2 separate regions of the Gasterosteus aculeatus genome follow, and region 1 is linked to region 2. Evidence: chromatin contacts called from public Hi-C data. All regions are on one chromosome and are shown on one strand. Each heading gives the region's core, a stretch centred on a gene start, on an enhancer-like site or on the middle of the called end of the contact. The rest is flanking DNA. Distances are from core to core; before and after follow the strand shown.

Region 1 (4,816 bases), core at 120-2,619, 92 kb after region 2:
AAACATGACATCAGACAGATTGTCAGACACTTTATGTCGGGAGGGGGGGGTGATTTTGTTTAGCATGGAACGGCAGCCTCTTGAGTCAAACTTAAGGGGACGCGAGTTAAGGATGTGAAGAGGTGCCATTTGTCTTGGGTAAGCACCAGCCTACATCTTCTTCACGCCACAGACGGCTGATTAAAGACGACGCGCCGACGGGGTCGAACGGGGCCCTTCAGAATTATGGCACAATCATAAACAAGTGAGAAACTGTGTCCCCGCTGGCTGCGAGGAATTAAAATGCAAATCTGCTGCATTTCTTTAAGCGCCTGAAAGGGTGCAGATTATTCATTAATGAATTATTAAGTATTAATATTGGTGTTGAATAAATTATACAGGGAAAATGATAGGAAAAAATTATAATTCAAAAAAGGTATACTTAATTTACATTCAAATAATTAATATAGCATGAGACTGTAAATGATTTAATTCTCAGGGATGGTGTCTAATTATATAAAGGTAACTTTTTTCATCATTACGTATGAATGCATCAGTTTTGCTTGTCAACAACACTCGTGCCGGGGAGCAAATATTGATGTCAACGCCCTTTGACATGCCGGTACGGGAAGCTCCCAGCTGCGCCCACATGCAAGGCGCCATAGAGAAACAACAACATGATAAATAATATGCAGGGGCACTGCAAACACATGAAGTAAAGCAGAAGAGAGGAGGTGAGGATTCAGACGGGTCGCAGCACTGAAGGCACTCTTAATAATAAGAACTTAACAAGAACTTTATTCTGTTTCCTCTTTTTCCATGTGTTGTTTGAGAGGGTTGTTGTTTACGGCTTAGTGGGCGACGTATCATTATGTTTGGTAAGAAATACTACAATGCTGTAACCTTTGCATTCAAACAGTAGGATCATGTGACAGCGGTGAAATCTGACAAAAAAAACACATAACACATAATGAAAATGATTCCAAAGTGTCAGTAATATCTCCATACACATGGACCTGAATGCATGTGCTCTTTAGTGATGATACAGAAATGTTGCACTGTGTTACTCGACATCAGTACCATACATCATACATGTGATTCATGACCTTTCTCACTGCAACAAAAACACACTCGTTTCTTAAAATGTAGCTTTTCGCACAGTTTAGAACCCTAACATCTCTCTTTTAAGGACCTTTAGCGCTCGCTCCACTGACCCGTCGTCTCGTGGCTCGAGCTCATCTGCCGGTCGGTCTGATTCAGCCTGAGCTCATCTGGGTGCTGCGCGGTGCCCCCCCCCCCGACCCCCCTCGGGTGGCGTCCGTCTCGTCTGTGGTTGCTGACGTTGTCACACCGGGGCTCGTCCCTCTGCCGCGTTAGCAGCGCTACCCGAGGTGCAACTGTGGAGGCCGGTTTGCTCCTCTCTTGTGGCCCCGCTGCTGCTGTGGTGTGTGTGTGTGTGTGTTTTTTGCTGATTTGAGAGATGAGTGGGAGCCCTCAGGCACTGCAGACCTCTTTGAAACATCCAGTCCTTCTGGGTAATTCAAGAAGTAGTCCACCAACAACACAAGACGCCGAGAGGACGGATGTGTGAGATCGATAGCGCCCCCTGGTGTCCGGCCTGAAACCGCTGCTGCGGCCTCGGCCCTTCCTTCCTTCCTTCCTTCCAGTGGTTTGGTGCTTTGGTGCCCTCCCTGAGGCGTACGTAGCTCCAACGGCGCGGCAGCATCGTCCCTCTCGGTGTCAGCCGAGTGTCCACCGGGTCACTGTGTCGGGGACGGGCGAGTCTGCAAGTGGCTGTCTCGCGACCGCTGCAGGGTTGCGTCTCTCCTCGCTCGCCCACCCGGCCGCTCTTGTCCTTTACGCCGGGGTAAGCTTGTGTGTGTGTGTGTGTGTGTGTGTGTGTGTGTGTTGTCCTTACACAGCTGTCTTCTGGGTAGCTGCACTCATCGCTTGTGCTCTAGTAGTCTCTGCAGCTCGACACGTGACTGCGAGCTTCCCTCGTGTAGAGTTTCTTCCATCTGAAACGTCTCCCCTTCGGGCTGTTCATTCATACCAAACACAATCTGGTCACGTCGTTGTCCAAGGTGCAAAACTCACAATCTTCTGTTACCTGGATTCAGTCCCATATGTCTCTATGGTGGAGATTCTGCCGGATAAGGTGTGCAGAGACATTGTTGGTTCACTGTAGGTTCCGAAAGCAGCTGGGATTTCTTCTTTAAGTCAGTTTTACAATCTCCATCATCATTATTGTCATGTCGAGCACGAAATCTGCTTCTTTGATTTCTTTCCCTCGTCCTGTGTGCACATTGATAATGAAGTTTTCGAGCACTGTTTCCATTGTCTTCGGTTTTCTCCCAGTGTGTCCACAAGCACCACCAGTGATGGTAATCTTAACTATTCCTCCCACCCGTTAAAAAAGCCTAATCTTCAGCCAGCGAGATGACAAACTGTTCTCTCATATCTCAGTATGTTGACCGTTGCCTTACCAGTTGTGATGTAAGCGGCAGCTTACAGTGGCTAACGTTAGCGACCGTTATTGCTGACATTGCTGTTTAAGTGGCGCCCTTTACCCAGTTAAACACAGCGCACTTCTCCCATTTCACTAATTCACAGCAATAAGTTCCACTACGGGATATTTGGAACAACATTCAGGGTTTCCTGCATTGGTTTTTGCACACTTGTTCAACGGCTAAACGTACAGAAGCATTCAAGGACAAGGAGTGTCATTCGCTCACGACACGGGCCTGTTACATTGACGATATCTCCCGTTCTCTGCTGTAAGAAACAAAGGCAATCCATTCATCCATTATTCTATTCAGCCTAGAAATGTCTGTGCAGTGTACGCGGGAAGAAAGGCGGCGACTGTTTGATGCTGTGCAGCCCGTCTAATGAGGACGTCCCCCCCCCCGTCAGTGCAGTCGATGCCGCTCTCAATATGGTTTATCATCAGTTACGCTGCACCGAGGGCGACTCTCCGCTCCCCCACTCGACAGGACACAACCTCTCTGCTGACCGGCACCGATACAGACAGATTGATCAAGCAGATGACGGACAGGCGGGCGGGTTTTCCCTCGCGCCAGAGGACCGCCTGCGTCCCGTGAGCACATCGCCTGCACCGAACAGGTGGCGTCATCGTTGTGCGTTTTGCAAGTGATTGTTGTGTGTTGCTCCACAGACTTTTTTATGGGTAACGTACCTGTCGCTCCCTGCGTATGAAACCAGGCCTCCGCCTCCGCCTCGTATCACGTCAGTCCGCCGCACGCTGTCTAAGTGGTAAGTTGATTAGCAGCAAACTCGGTTGTAACGCAGTTACCTAATAGTAATTATACAAAGGATGCCAAAACAGTTGCCACGGACGTTTTATCCAATTACACAACCCACCTGGAAACTGGGGCCCTATTGATTTCAGCTGCATTGAAATACTTGTTTGTTACTGGGAGATGTGAATATAAATATCCTTCCCGTCACATTTCATCCAACATATTTTCTACAGACAGCTTTCCATCTGGATCTGGTGGGGACCTTGATGATTAATGCAGCAGCGTGGCACCGCTGATACACTGCAGGGGCCCGTATCAAATATCCTTTTTATGTGAGCTCCGTCGACCGTATGATATATCAAGCTTATTATATTAGTTCAAGTTGTGCGGCTTGTTACTTTGCTTTGTGAAAAATAGAGACACTCAAAAACTCCTCTCATCCCCGACACTGAGGTTTTCTTTAAGTCTTAAATATTCATCTTGTCATTTTCTGAAACGACGCGGCCTCGGCAGCAGCTCTGTGTGGGCACAGAATACAGCCCAAGTGCAAAAGAGCATTTTATGGTTGTAACTGCTGGTGAAAAGCGAGGCGTTATCTAATGAAGGAACACGGTTCCCCCTGCAGAGCGTCTGCCTGAAGAACGCCAGAACTACTGAGCCCTGGTTGTCGCTCCCCCTTCCTTCTTTCCTAATGGATTCATCGGGCTTCAATAACGAGGCGATCATAGACCCCCCCCCACCCCCCCGGCCCGATGGAGAGTTAGAAAAAGAGGGCACCTGGTGCACCTGGGCGCTTCAGCAGCCATCCAAACAGATGTTTGCTCACCCTCTGATTCACTGCTTTCTTCTTGTGTGGCGGCGACGCTCCGTCATCTAAACTGACCCCATAATCTATTCAAATGTACATTAAGCATTTCTAGATGATTGTTGTTGTTTTTGAACAGACCCTGGCTTCTTATAGACAATGATACACAACGAGCACGAGCTTAAGAGCAACGGATGTCGGCCGCTGAGAAATTTAATGAAGAAAACGCCCCCCAGGATCCGTATGAGCAGTTAGCCTTTGCCATGAACCTGAAAAACAACTGAAAGGACAGATTTGCTCTGTGGGGAACTGTGTGGAATCTAGCTTATTTCTAACGCTGAGTGACATTGCATGACAATTTCAGGTGTAACGTTTGTCATCGTCATACAGAAAGGGGAAGAGTATGAATATGTTTTACATTTGTATAGTAATGAAAGGAATCGCCCCTGAAGACGTGAACGTGAAGGCATCCCCTCCAACACGTCCAGGGTTATCCAATTCAAATCCAGAGATTCAGAAGTCCAGTTTAAGAAAAGATCCAAAACATCATAGTGTCTTACTTGCATTGGGACTCTTTAGTGTCATTAGTACAGTAGCAGCTTCGAGGGGAGGGTGTGGAGGGAGGGGGGGGGGACTCAGGGACTTTGTTTAATCACCCAAACTGCGGCTGACCGCCACAGTTTCATTATGGACCTTAATATTTGGACACGTCTCTGTGGGTTCATCCGCCGCGCTGCGCTCCAACCGCCTCCACAAAGCCTCTGGTAACAGA
Region 2 (5,268 bases), core at 541-3,040:
CATAAAGTTGCACAAAACACGATATCAATTATCAACGGGTCATTCAGTTTGATCTCTTGCCCGATGCCCCCAGAGTGAACATCCCATTGGACAGCCGCCGGGTGAAAGACACGACTTTCAGCTATTACGTTTCTTAATAGCTGTGAGGGGACTACGAGCAGTTTTTCTCCAACTCTGTCTTCATTTTGTTTATATCTCCACTATCTTAACTTTCTTCTTTTGGTTACGTCCTTTAGCTCCACGGAGAGTTTGAATATTTCAAAACAAGGATAATCCGAATTGCTGATCAATGACAAGTATCAAGTGCCACGCGGGTCTTATTACAAGACACAAGCACATTTACACTGTGTGTGTGTGTGTGTGTGCGTGTGCGTGTGTGTGTGTGCTCTGACTATAAGTGGGATGTGATGCTGCTCACAGTTTGTTTAGGATTACCAGAGCCTCTCAGGAGCGGATGGTTTGATTTGTAGGAGGAGGGGAGCGGCGTCGCTCCCATCACGTACTCACATGTGCCACAAAACGCCAATAACTTGGAAAACAACAGGCTTGCCGGGGAGGAGGTGAACGAAAAGTCACCCCCTGTCAGTTTATTGTATATGGAGATGGAAAAAGTATTTCTTTTTTTTTTTCTTTCTCGCTCAACTGAAATATCTCGGGTTTCACAGATGCAATCTCCTCCACGGGGTCGTCTCGCTGTAGTTAATTAGATGTCTGCAGCACAACCAAGGTAATTTAACCTTCATCAGCCTGTATCACATGAGATGATAATGTTAGGGAATTATTTATTGCATATTTTAGCGAGACATGAAAAAAGCTTTACTCTGAGACTGAGTCACGATGAATGAATAGAATGCAAAATTCAAATAGTTAATGAAACTGTGTGAGCTGGTTAAGGAACACCGTGTGTGTGTGTGTGTGTGTGTGAGGAAGACACATACACCTAAACATTGACGATAAATAATCCTTAGGATCAAACGTGCAGTAAACAGCAATTATCTAAGGGCAATGTGATCAAAATCTCCCACCTCCTGATCAATAGAGGCTCCTCTTTATGCAGACAGGGAGACAACTGATTGGCTCCTCAATTACTCCTCAGTGCTCGTGACATTCAGAAAGCGCTTTGAGAGCAGAGGAGTCTGGAGCTAATAACCTGAAAGTGAAAAAACAACATATGGACATAGTTCACAACATGGCGTATCACAAATCACACGCTAATATTTGACTACAGGCGAAAATCAGGCACTAAAAACACGGGACACCTCAAGCAGCACGTATGACAGTATGCTGTTGAGTGGTGAGACGTTCACACAGTAATCTCTTGTGTTTGATGGTCTTTCCTTGCATTTTCACGCCAGGGTCATTTAAATACAATGAGCAGGGGTAAACGAAACAAGACAATAGGCCAATAAAAGGTGACCTCAACAGGCGTAAAACTACTGCGGGTTGTTGTGATCCGAAATGGATGAGATATTCTCTTTTGAGAGGTAATTAAATTTGTCTGGAGGGACAGCTCGGCCACATCGATGACAGTCATGTTACAGTTAAATTAACTACCAAAGCAGTATCTGCAGTTTGGCATTGTCTACATAACCATACAAGCAATGCTTTTTATTAATCCTATATAATATTATTTTCTCTCTCTCTCTCTCTCTCTCTCATATATATATATATATGTAATTGTTTTGTTGTTAATTAACCTGTATATATTAATCTATTCTATCCGTGTGTGTCTGTGTATATAATATATATAGACTAATTAGTTATTTAAAGTTGATTAACACTACTTTCCAGATGAGAGATGAAATGCCATAACGTCTGGTAGGACCACCAGAAACCGCCACACACTGCGCGTGAATGCTATAATTCTCTGTCATTGGGGATGGTGGTTTGAGGGGGGGTGAAGTAGTCGGTGTGGCCGGCAGGGAGCGACAGTGAGCGGGCGCTGTGTGCGCGCGGGCCCGGGTGGGAGGGGGGGGGGGGGGGGGGGCAGCAGCCTCAGTACCAGGCGCCGCGCGCCGCTCACTGCTGGCTGGACTCATAAGGAGGAGGAGGCTGCCTCGCGCTCGCTGCTGCCTTTTGTCGTAGAAGGAACCTGTGGTTTATTTTTTGTTGCTTTCCTGTCCTCGCGGATATTGTTTTGATTTTTTTTTCCTCCCTCCCTCCCCGCAGCCGCCGCCGTGTTTTCTAAATACAAACATATTTTTGTTTCGGCGGCACGCACGGATTCCGAAAGGAGGGTAACGCGAGCGGTCGCGGGCGCAGCGATGTTCTCGCTCCGGGAGAGCGGCGGTCTGTCGCTGCTGCTGGTCTTGGCCGGACTGCAGGTAAGCGTCCTTCTCCGGACACTTTCCGCTGCCCTTCGTCCTTCGGTGGCGACGACGACGACGTGTGTTGAGCTCCGGCCCCCCGCGTGGAGCCGCTAGCTTCCACTCGGCGGCGGCGGCGGCGCGGACTCGGCGGCGGCGCGGAGCCGTGCGCGCTCGCCCGCTGCACGTGCTGCGCTCGCCCGGTTAACGGTTCTCTCTCCTTAAAAAGAAAAGTGCACTATGCGCACGAGGCGCCCGGTGTTCGTCTCCACCGAGTGGTTTCACTCGTTTGAGGAGTTTTAATTCGGTTGTGTTTAGTTTAACGTGTACGCACGTCGCTGTCCCGCGATTGCCGCTCTGGTTAAAAAGAAAAAATCCGTCACGAGCAACGGTGAAAAGTATCCCGATGTAAATCCAGGTTACCGTCCGACCGGAAGCCGACTCGCTGCGATGAAGCGGCGGCCGCTGTGTGCTTTTCTTCTTCTGAGCACGTTTAGCGCGCGTCGCGTCTCCGTGAGACGCTCCGGCCTCCAGCGGCCGCCGCGCGGCAGCGGCTCGGTGCGATCAACGCTTAAAGCGCCGCGGACACTTTAACGCGGATCCTAAACCCGCGCATCGTGGTCCGGCTGCTGTTAGACGTGCTAATCCAGCTCCTCTTCCCCCCTTTCTGAAAACTGTTTTCCCCCCTTACTTAAACTCCCGTGACAAAAACATGGCACCCGCAACGCTCTTTATTTAGTTTTATTTTTGCAGCTGGACTAGTTTTTAGTCTCTCTGCAAACCAACAGGGCCTCTGGATCCACGCTGAGGGTCAACATGCCTGCGCATCAGTTGTGCTCTGGCTTGTGGTTTCGTACTTTGTTTGTCCTGCTTTAGGGATGTACGCCAGCCCCAGTCATTTAGATTTATTCATTTCCCTGCTTTGCCACATCGCCGTTATCTCCCCCTCCCAGAAAAAATCTTTTGTCGCACACCCTAAAGCCGAGTTTTCCTTATCGAGACGAGGCAAAAAGAGATAATATATTTCATTATGTAATATATATAATCAGAGATAGTCCCGCTCGACATCAGCAGTTGTTCTGTGTTGTTTATTCAGACATTGACACTTGAATGTTTATTTGCACACAACAGTGGGTCGTTAGCCTTTTACTTTTTATTGCTTTGTTCCCTCCAACGAGGAGTGTTTTGTCCCGAGTGAGAGTGTGTTGATCAGACGGACTTGGTTGTGGCCCGTCCCTGGACCCGGGGCCCCTGCAGGGGTACAAATGGAGCTTGTTCGTGCCTAGCCATGCTTTTTTTTTTCTTCTGGCTAATGCTTAACCCTTTTGGCCTCATTATCCTAATTGCGGCCCCTGCTGCAAAAACAACAGATGCTTTTGTACAACTGTGGGGACTTGGGAACGCAACCAGGAGGTTCAACACAGTGCGTTTTTTTTCATTTTTTTTTTTCAAGGTTGATTTATGACTCATTGTTGACCCCCTCCCCCCCCCCCCCACCCCTCCATCACAGATTGCAGCGGAGGGCAGAGGCACCCCACCATGCAGGCCGGGCTTCTCTGAAGATGTATACGAGGTTGTGGTGCCAGAAATCACGGAGAAAGGACGTCCCCTTTTTAACGGTGAGTGGTGAGACATTCCCAGTGCTGGATTCTTCTTGCGCCTGTGTTTTCTCAAGTGTGTGTGTGTGTGTGCGTGGGTGTGCGAGCGAGTGTGTGTGTGTGTGCGTGCCTTCCGACATGTGTTACATTTCTGGGAGGATCAGAACTAGCCTGACATATTTAAACAATTAGCCTCGGTGTAGCCGTGTTGTAGTTTGCCTTGTAAACCAGCTCAAATGTGGTTCAGCTTAGCCATGTCGCTCCTGTCCGTTTTGCTTACATGCTGCCCCCCCCCCCCCCCCTGTTATTTTGAGTTGACTCAAACATATGCATGTTGGATTATACATTGTTTAAACGGTATTTGTTTGGAGGAATATGAATTGCTTTCATTAAAAAGGAAAGCTTTGTTGATTGCACCAGCCCGAGTGCTTTCAGAAAAGTCGATTTACACACAGATTTGAATTCTTGCAGAACTTTTGATCAAGCAAGTGACTTTGCTGTTAAACATTGCGTGCCTTGTGTCTGGTGCATTTCATTATTCCTGTAACCGTAGTCTACCACTGCTGCGCTTTCCTCTAATCCATCATCACTTCAGTACAGATTTAAATGCTGGAAGTATTTCAGTCTGTTTATGCCTAAAGGTTCCTGCTGGAATCCCAATGTAATCCATTACGCTGCTGAGCCCACTCCGTGGCACTAATAACCGCAATTGCATCATCTTTACATTTTTTTTTTATTGCAGCGGTCTGTGCAAAAATCTGTATTTGTAAGCTCTATAAAATGTAAAACCTGGTGCGAGGAGGAAAACGAGAAAATAACGTTTTTTTTTAACCTTGAAGCAGTAGTCCCTTACACTGCAGCCAGCATGACCAACACGGCCGCTTTGCAATTTAATATTTGCAAAGCGGGGATGCAACAACCATGAAAGAGCACGCGGGCCCACAGACAGCAATAAAACCGGGAATATATCACCAGTGTGCCATTAGAGCGGTTCGAGCCTCGAGGTCATTTGGACCGGCAGACATTCTCACTTGGGTTGGATTTCACAGTGTGTGCCTAAAACTTGCACGCTGTCGTCGGTGTGAGTCAGATAGGTGGAGGTGGGGGGGGGGGGTGTCGGGTGGCAATGACGAGGGGGGAGGAGGGGGGAGTGCTTTCTGTGGGCGTGCCCGGCTTTCACTGGCTTTCACCTCGTGCGCAGGTCTTTCCGTTTGATCCTGCGGGAGATGGGTTCCCCTCTGTCGGCCTGCGGATGAGCCGTGACTCGGGCTAATCGGGTCCCCCTTTTGTCTGCGGGCCCTCCCCTTTTCTCCCCCCCCCCCCCAGCGAGCTGTTGCTCTGCGGAGGCTTCCTTGACGGAGAGG

The links. Hi-C and Micro-C count contacts between places; a contact is called where the count stands out from the background.
Region 1: a Hi-C map of skeletal muscle shows a contact between it and region 2, with 4 times the contacts expected there. The contact joins the enhancer-like site here to the promoter of LOC120816315 in region 2. A contact is called at or near these places in 2 of 6 Hi-C or Micro-C datasets (skeletal muscle and whole body).

The regions. Positions count from the first base shown.
Region 1 is chr3:981,037-985,852 of fGasAcu3.hap1.1, forward strand. No RefSeq gene overlaps it. Among protein-coding and RNA genes, the nearest start is that of aqp4, 30 kb to the right of the region's middle. Within about 2 kb of position 1,370, at least 2 of the 9 cell types and tissues checked have open chromatin away from gene starts, as enhancers often do.
Region 2 is chr3:888,667-893,934 of fGasAcu3.hap1.1, forward strand. LOC120816315 (cadherin-2) reads left to right here and starts at 1,791. Exons shown (of 16, transcript XM_078098579.1): 1 at 1,791-2,324; 2 at 3,817-3,925. The coding sequence starts at 2,265. It overlaps LOC144405449 (a long non-coding RNA gene), which reads right to left and starts at 1,150. Exons shown (of 2, transcript XR_013467042.1): 1 at 1,026-1,150; 2 at 550-747.